Linked DNA regions of Dromaius novaehollandiae: region 2 is linked to region 1. Evidence: chromatin contacts called from public Hi-C data. All regions are on one chromosome and are shown on one strand. Each heading gives the region's core, a stretch centred on a gene start, on an enhancer-like site or on the middle of the called end of the contact. The rest is flanking DNA. Distances are from core to core; before and after follow the strand shown. Region 1 has its middle 40 kb from the start of PCLO. Region 2 overlaps PCLO (piccolo presynaptic cytomatrix protein).

Region 1 (3,596 bases), core at 586-3,085:
GTGTGCTATTCAAGGAGACACAGAGTAGTTGCAAAGTAGGACTACTCACCATGTTTTACAGGCCGTCCTCCCACTTTATGTGGTAGTATAATGCTTGACTTAACAGGATCATGTTGTTGACAAGTGCGGCCTGTGATCCATTATTCCATTATAGACTCAGATCTTGTGCTTTTGCCTACACAGTCACTCTCACCCTGTGAATTAATTGAATGTTCCTGCCCAAATACTATAAACTGCACTCTTCTGTATAGAATCTGGTAATATTAAACCATTTCTCTAACTTTTCAGAATAATAAAGTTAGATTTCTATATTTTCCTCCGAAGTATTCATAGTATCCTTCAGATTCATGTTGTTGAAATGGAATGAGAATATAATAAAAGCTAAAAAGATTTTTCCACTATCCAGAACAAGGCAGGTCCCTATACAATGTAATTTGGTACATTTTTCATATTTGCTAATGAATTACAGATAACTGTTCTGGAGGCATGGCTATCTGTAGTTTTGCATCCAACCTGTTGCAGTTTTATTCCTGTTGTTTTCCTCACCTATTAATCAGCTGTGTTAGAATTAAGATAAATACCTCCTGCTTCTCCGCATCTACAAGACCTACTGCTGCTCTAGACGGCAAATAGATGGGTATGATAGGACTTTGTTTCTTGCCTGACTCATATTGCTTGCTATTCCTCTTTTGATTAACTCCCAAGTGATTATAAATACTTTGATTATCACTCTCCAGTGTTTTTTTCTGATAGGCAAATAACATAAAACACCTACAGTCATAATTAAAGCAGGTAAATAAATGGTTTGATTTGCAGAGGACTTACTGAATATAGTTTGACTTCAGAGGTATTCAAAGCTGCTCAAGATGTATAACTTTCAGCCACCTTAAATTTCCTAAATAGGTCAAACTTGAGTGTCAGAAAGGTTTTCCTCAGAGAGCCATTAGTGTCAAAATCAAACAGCGGGTTTGAACTTGAATTTATTTATATCAGGAATTCAGCAATACCTTATTGAAGTAAATGGAGTAAAACATGTATGAAATGGGGTCTGTGCTTTCATTGTCAGGCTCTACAAAATTGCCTTAAACCTGGTACAGCTGCAAGCACACTCTTAGTGCAATTAAACTGTAAAATAACATAAGAAAGATTTGTTTTTTAAAAAAAATCATTTACTGGTGACTTTTTTAACCTTTTCATAGACTTTTTTCATGTCGATCAACTCATTTCAATTTTAGTAACTACATACCCTTCACATGTACAGATAATTGCATTTTCCTTGTTTTAGGGAGGGAAAGAGAAATTGGGGTGTGTGTGGGGGGGAGCTGAATGTAAAAAGTTGCTCTGTCAGTAACTCTGATAATCACTTCTTCTAGAAGGCTGATGTTATTTATAGCTTCTGAAAATTCAACTGAAAAATTAACTTCCCTCTTAAATCGTGTTAGTTTTTCATAATGACGAGATTGCTCTTTCTGTGCTTTAGATATGCTAAGCACAAACAATGCATCCAGCTTTGCCTCTAAGCCCTTATTGTCAAAACAGCACAGTCTGGAAACTAACAATTAGGTGAACACGTCTTACTATAGCAATTCCTTCAGGCAACTATTGTCTGCCTCCAACTTTCATCCTCTTTGAAAAATGATGTATCATCAGCTTGGCAAAGCTATTCAGATGTTATGTTCCCCAAAATGAATGTGGTATTTGCATTCTTTTAGCTCGTTGCTCACCCGTGTTTTTTGTTTGTTTTATTGTATTTCTGATCCTTCTATCCCCCCTTCCTCACCACAGGCCTTAATGAACGCATTCACATCACCCTTCCCATAAACAAAGAAGTGTGTGTGAACATTCTTAGAACACAAATTGTTCAAAGGTGCTTAAATTCCTGCCAGATGCTTGAGTGACTCATTACCAAATGGTGAAATGTCTGAGAGCTTAACAAGATATTCATTCTTGCTGCTGGAAATGTGTTTTCACTAAGGCCTTTTTCTGTTAGGAGTCATCCTTGATCACAGTTCCTCGGTATGCAGAATCAACAATAGCTGAGCAGGCAGCTTACAGATCAGAGCAATTTACTTCTACTATCTGCATCAATACTATGATTTTTTTTAACAGCTGATTACTTAGGGAAAATTAAAGAAGATGCCTTTACGAAAAACTATCTTAAGAAAAAAGCCTTAATATGTCCTATTAGCTGTAAAGGCAATGTGGCTGCTAAGACTATGAAAAATCTGTGTTTTGTTTCCTACAGCTTGATCACAAATAAAATTAGATATCATTTGGAAAGTGGAATATATGTGAAAGCTGTAAATCCGTCAAAACAGATTTAGGGGTCATTCAGTCTGATCTGCTTTGTTTTTCAGGTGTGGTCAATGCTTCAGCCTGATACCTGTTGCCTCTTTTCTTTTGACTCCTTTTGACTACTTTAGCCCTCTTCCCACAAGAGCATCACTTATTTCATCCACATTAATTCAGTGAATGGAAGAAATATATATTTTAAAATTAATGACCATTCACTTCCCAGTCTCAGTTTCTTTACCCTCTGAGATATGAAACTCATATTCTAAATGGAGTCATGTGCCCAGATATCACATTGAATATCACACTGAAAATTCCTTCCATGGTCCAAAGTACTGATGGTAACACCAAAGTTATCAGTGATACCATACATTTTACATTTTAAAAGAGTATTCAGACTTTATAATTATAGTTTGTTCATTTAACTGTAGATAATATTTTCAGTTCCTAGAGCTGAAAGAAGAAAGTGGAGCAGGTGGACACCTGTTTCTAAGCAGTATCTCCTTCTGGTTGTTGGACATTATCACAGTGTCATATTGTTTAGAATAAAAATGCTATAAGGAACTTTACAGCAAACAGAATAAATGTTTTCCATTTATTGATTTTTTTTCTTTTTAAATTTAATGAAAGTGTAATGCTCTGTATTAAGAGCTTGATCCAAAAGTCATTAAAATAGATGGAAACATACCCATTGATTTAATAAGTCTTTGGAGCAGGCATTTCAGTAGCTTTTAATGCTTATCTCCTTGGCTTGATAAGTATTATCTTCATTATACAGATGATGCTGACAAGTCATGGAAAGGTTAAATGTTGTTTCCAAGGCCACAAAATGAGGCATTTGCAAAACCAAAACTAAAATATTACCATCTTTCTGTCTGTACTTCATACTTAAGGCAATATTTTACTCTTTTTTTTTAATTTAGTCTCAGCAAATTATTTGTTTAGAAAAAAAGGCAATGCATTTTAAAATATTTCTTCCTCTTGATAGCAGCACAAAATAGTATTTAAACACTATTTTCTTATAAAACTTAGAGTCTGGATTATGCTGAGAGGAAGACTAGTCAAAGATTATTATGTTATGTTACACAATGCAGTGAGTAAGAAGTCTACATATGGGACATTAGTATATTGATATAAAATAATATAATTACAGTGGTCTCAGTTAAAAAAAGATTAATCTATCTCAAATATACAATTGGAATTGTTCTTTTAGCACTGAGTTCTCTTTCGGATATCAGTTGAATAAATAGAGACATTTCCAGTTAGCTATACACTGTGGTATGAGAAAAAAGAATGAAGGCAAT
Region 2 (3,596 bases), core at 409-2,908, 410 kb after region 1:
GAAGACGTTTAAGCACTGGGACTAATATAATTATTTCAATTAGTCCTTTTATTTTTCAGTGATTGCAAAACTGTATAAAGACAAAAAAATCTAGAATATATGCTAGGTACTTCAGAGCAGTAGACCCACTGCGGTGACACTACCCTGCTCTGCGCAGGGCTGTGCACCTGCATCAGCGACACACGTGAAGTCTAACTGGAAGGAGTAACAACATGGTTCCTGGGCATAGGTTGTTGCATTAGAGAGAGTTAAGAAAATCCTCTGACTATCTCAGGTGAATGTCTGGGTATGATCCGCTCAACAACGTGGCTTCTCAGTTACCGAAGAAGTAAATAGGAAAGCAACTTGCAACACTGAAGACTGTGTCAGCACTTCCACAACAAAAGTCCCATTTTCTGGGGTTTGTAACCGAGCAGTTAGCTCACTTGGGTCAGAAACTAATGTGAGGGGTGCTTTTGGCTAGGTGTTGCATTTTAATTCTCACTGCTTTAGAAGAAGGAAGAGCTTTTTGTTCGATTCTTAAAAGTGTAGAAGGCTTTTTTTAAAGAAAATCAACATGGTACTAACTCCCTTGTTACTTAGAAGTCGCTTAATATTTCACAGTTTCAGTAAAAAGTGTTTTCCCTTGAAATATTACCTCAAGACCTTTGCATATTTAAAAAGAAATAACCAAACTTCCACAATTCAAGTATTTATTTTTCTTCCCCAATAAGGACTTTCACAAATTGTTTAATATATGTGTCTTCTTACATTTTCTGAATTTATTCATATGTAGCACACTTCCACATGATGTGCATGACCAACAGAAAATATTCTTTTGGAAATTAATAGTTTCTTAATAAATAAATAAATAAATAAGACTTATGCAGAAGCTGAACCGACTGCCGAAAAGCTGCACCATTTAAACTGGTGACACTTCTCTCATTCAATTTTTCATTTATTTTTACAGACTTAAAATAACAGGATGGAAAAAGAATATGAGGAAAAAAACACACAGAAAACTTTAATGATACACACACCACAGAAACTCACATTAAGTTGTTGATAACCTGATGGGATCCTGCTTAACTTGCAAGCAGAGAAATCTTACCAAAAATCCTATTAGCTATCTTAAAACTACAACATCATTGGCAGTGGAAGTAGGATGTGTGCTTTAGTGTTGAATATTATGCTTTCAGCAGTATATGTAAGCCCTACCTCTCATATATTTAAAAAAAAAGTCCTCTGGAGTTATTGTAAACATCCTACATGTTTTGATGTTGTGTATGTTCTTATGAGAGCATAAATACTTCAAGGAAAAAAATCCCCAACCAAACCAAAAAAGTCCTATGTGGATATATCTGACATATGTGTTGCTCTTTTGGTAGGTTATTTTACATTCCTGATGGCTATAGTGTGTTCTTTTTTTGAAAAAAAAAAAAGAAAAAAAAGAAAAAAAAAAGTCCAGTTTCAATTACTGTGTGAAGTACAAGCCATGAGGTGTGCAATTTTGTGCAAACTGCTGGTAATTTTGTTCTTGCTAAGATTTATTACGAAGACAGCAAGTCGTGCTGGTGGTTGCTATGGAGATTTTCAGCAGGAACGAGCACTAACTGGCTGCCTTACTGGGCAGTCTGTAATCATCACTCTTAATTGAGAACGCGGACAGGCATGCTTTGCTCTCACACACATACAAATGTGGCCAATATTTTTATAAAATAGTTCTGTTGGTTGGTGTAGCTGAGGCTGTGCAGAGCAGCCGCCTCTGCCTGGTAAACAGCTGGCAGCAGCTGGCTTCATCCAAGCATCTTTGAGTCTCTGCACAGCACACAGCATGTTTCTGTAGGTTTAAAGGCAGTTTTGGAAGCCCACTATGAAATGCAGAGTAGACGTTGTCAGGAACGAGGAACTGCCTCGGCCAGCTGCAGTAAGGAGAGGACTCCTTTGGTGTCATCGTTCTCCGGTGCGCAGGACGAGCGAGGGACAGACCGGGGCCCGTGCACGCTCTCTTTTCTGAGGCAGCCTCAATTCAGAGGTCAGAGGATGCTCCCAAAGTGTGCCAAGTTCCTGTTTTCGACCAAATTTCTAGGTTGTACTGGAATCACTCTATGCAACACACGTTCATGTTTGAATGCATTTTTTTTCTTTTTTTCTCATTTTATGAATGAAGTCAGGAAAAACTCTCTTGTGACATTTTTTAAAAAATATTCAAACAAGGACTATTAGTATTTTTTAATTTTTTGTATATATCTCAGTATATTTTTTTCACTTTTTTTCTTTTCTTTTTTTTTTTTTTTTGTTTCTTTTATCTGGCCAAAAGTGCTTAGATGTGGCAACAGCTTTTATCATTTCTGAATGATTATTAATGAGTTCACACATTTCTACAATTGCTTTGAAGATGAATATAGTAGGGAGGCAATATCAGAGGTGTTTTAACTTTTTTTATTTATAAATCTGCTGAGTCAACAGAGATTGAAGCTGCTTCTTTGTTCAAGGCCTTGTATAGTGGAAACAAGCTGAAAAATGAGCAAAAGCACAGTGTGTGTGTTTACAAATGACAGGGATTTCTAATATTATCATTATTATTATGCATAAGATGAGCAGCAAACAGCCACTTTTTTATTTTCCAGGTTAAAAATAGACATGAGAGTTTCTATGATGAATGTTGAGCTATTTCTTTATCATTACACTTTAAAGGGATAGTATCCAGGGGCAATGAGTGCTGCTTCTTTATTATTACCCACATTTTTACATTACATGGATCTCATGTGGAAAAAACCAGAAACCCAATCCAAACCAGCTCAAGTCAATAGCAACCATTCTGTTGACTTAAACTGGCTTTAAATCAAGACCTAGAAAATCTTTGAGTTACTTTTCTTGATGCTGGATGTTCGCATGGTTAGGCTGTGGGACTTGGTAGCTGGTAACCAGCTGATATTGATTCTTACTTGGATGATGATGAAAAAAAAAGAAGACATCTATTATATTGTAAGCTAGTGTGTGCCCAATAGAGATTATTTAATTAGCATTTAGTTTCATGGAGATATCATAAAGATGTTAATAGTATTTTTTTAACTTATTATTTGAATCATAACTGACACTATTTTTAACTACTTTATTTTCATTGCTACAATGCTGAATGTCCCAGATTCCATTATTTGAGTATATATCTAGATGTGTACATACCTATGTGAATAACAGAGCAAAATTTGCATTTGTGTGAGTGTTACTTAAAAAGGTAATGAAACAGAGAGGAAATTTAGTGTAAGTATCCACCTACATTATATTTAAAACCTAGTCCTCCTTGCCTTGTGAATTTTTGGTACACCAGGCATGGAGGATCTGTCACTCTTTATGAATACATGTTGCCTTTAGAAGGAAAATGGAAGGAATAAGCAAATCCGGATACTCTCTCTTTAAATCATAAGAAGCATTTTGATGTTTTCTGTATGTTATGTTTTATTATTTTAAAAAATATTAATAAGTAAATATACTGATGAGCTCAAAAGTTATAATATATATAGATATCCATAACTCAAAATAAGTGATTTGAGAGAAAGACATTTTTCTTAATTTGTTACCCTGTAAATAAGTATACATTTTTGTATGACAAACTG

The links. Hi-C and Micro-C count contacts between places; a contact is called where the count stands out from the background.
Region 2: a Hi-C map of liver shows a contact between it and region 1, with 13 times the contacts expected there. The contact joins two enhancer-like sites. A contact is called at or near these places in 2 of 4 Hi-C or Micro-C datasets (brain and liver).

What each region holds. Positions count from the first base shown.
Region 1 is chr1:6,777,041-6,780,636 of bDroNov1.hap1, forward strand. No RefSeq gene overlaps it. Among named protein-coding and RNA genes, the nearest start is that of PCLO, 40 kb to the right of the region's middle. Within about 2 kb of position 1,836, at least 1 of the 2 cell types and tissues checked has open chromatin away from gene starts, as enhancers often do.
Region 2 is chr1:7,183,688-7,187,283 of bDroNov1.hap1, forward strand. It overlaps PCLO (piccolo presynaptic cytomatrix protein), which reads left to right. Exons shown (of 26, transcript XM_064504922.1): 26 at 1-3,596. Among named protein-coding and RNA genes, the nearest start is that of CACNA2D1, 170 kb to the right of the region's middle. Within about 2 kb of position 1,659, at least 1 of the 2 cell types and tissues checked has open chromatin away from gene starts, as enhancers often do.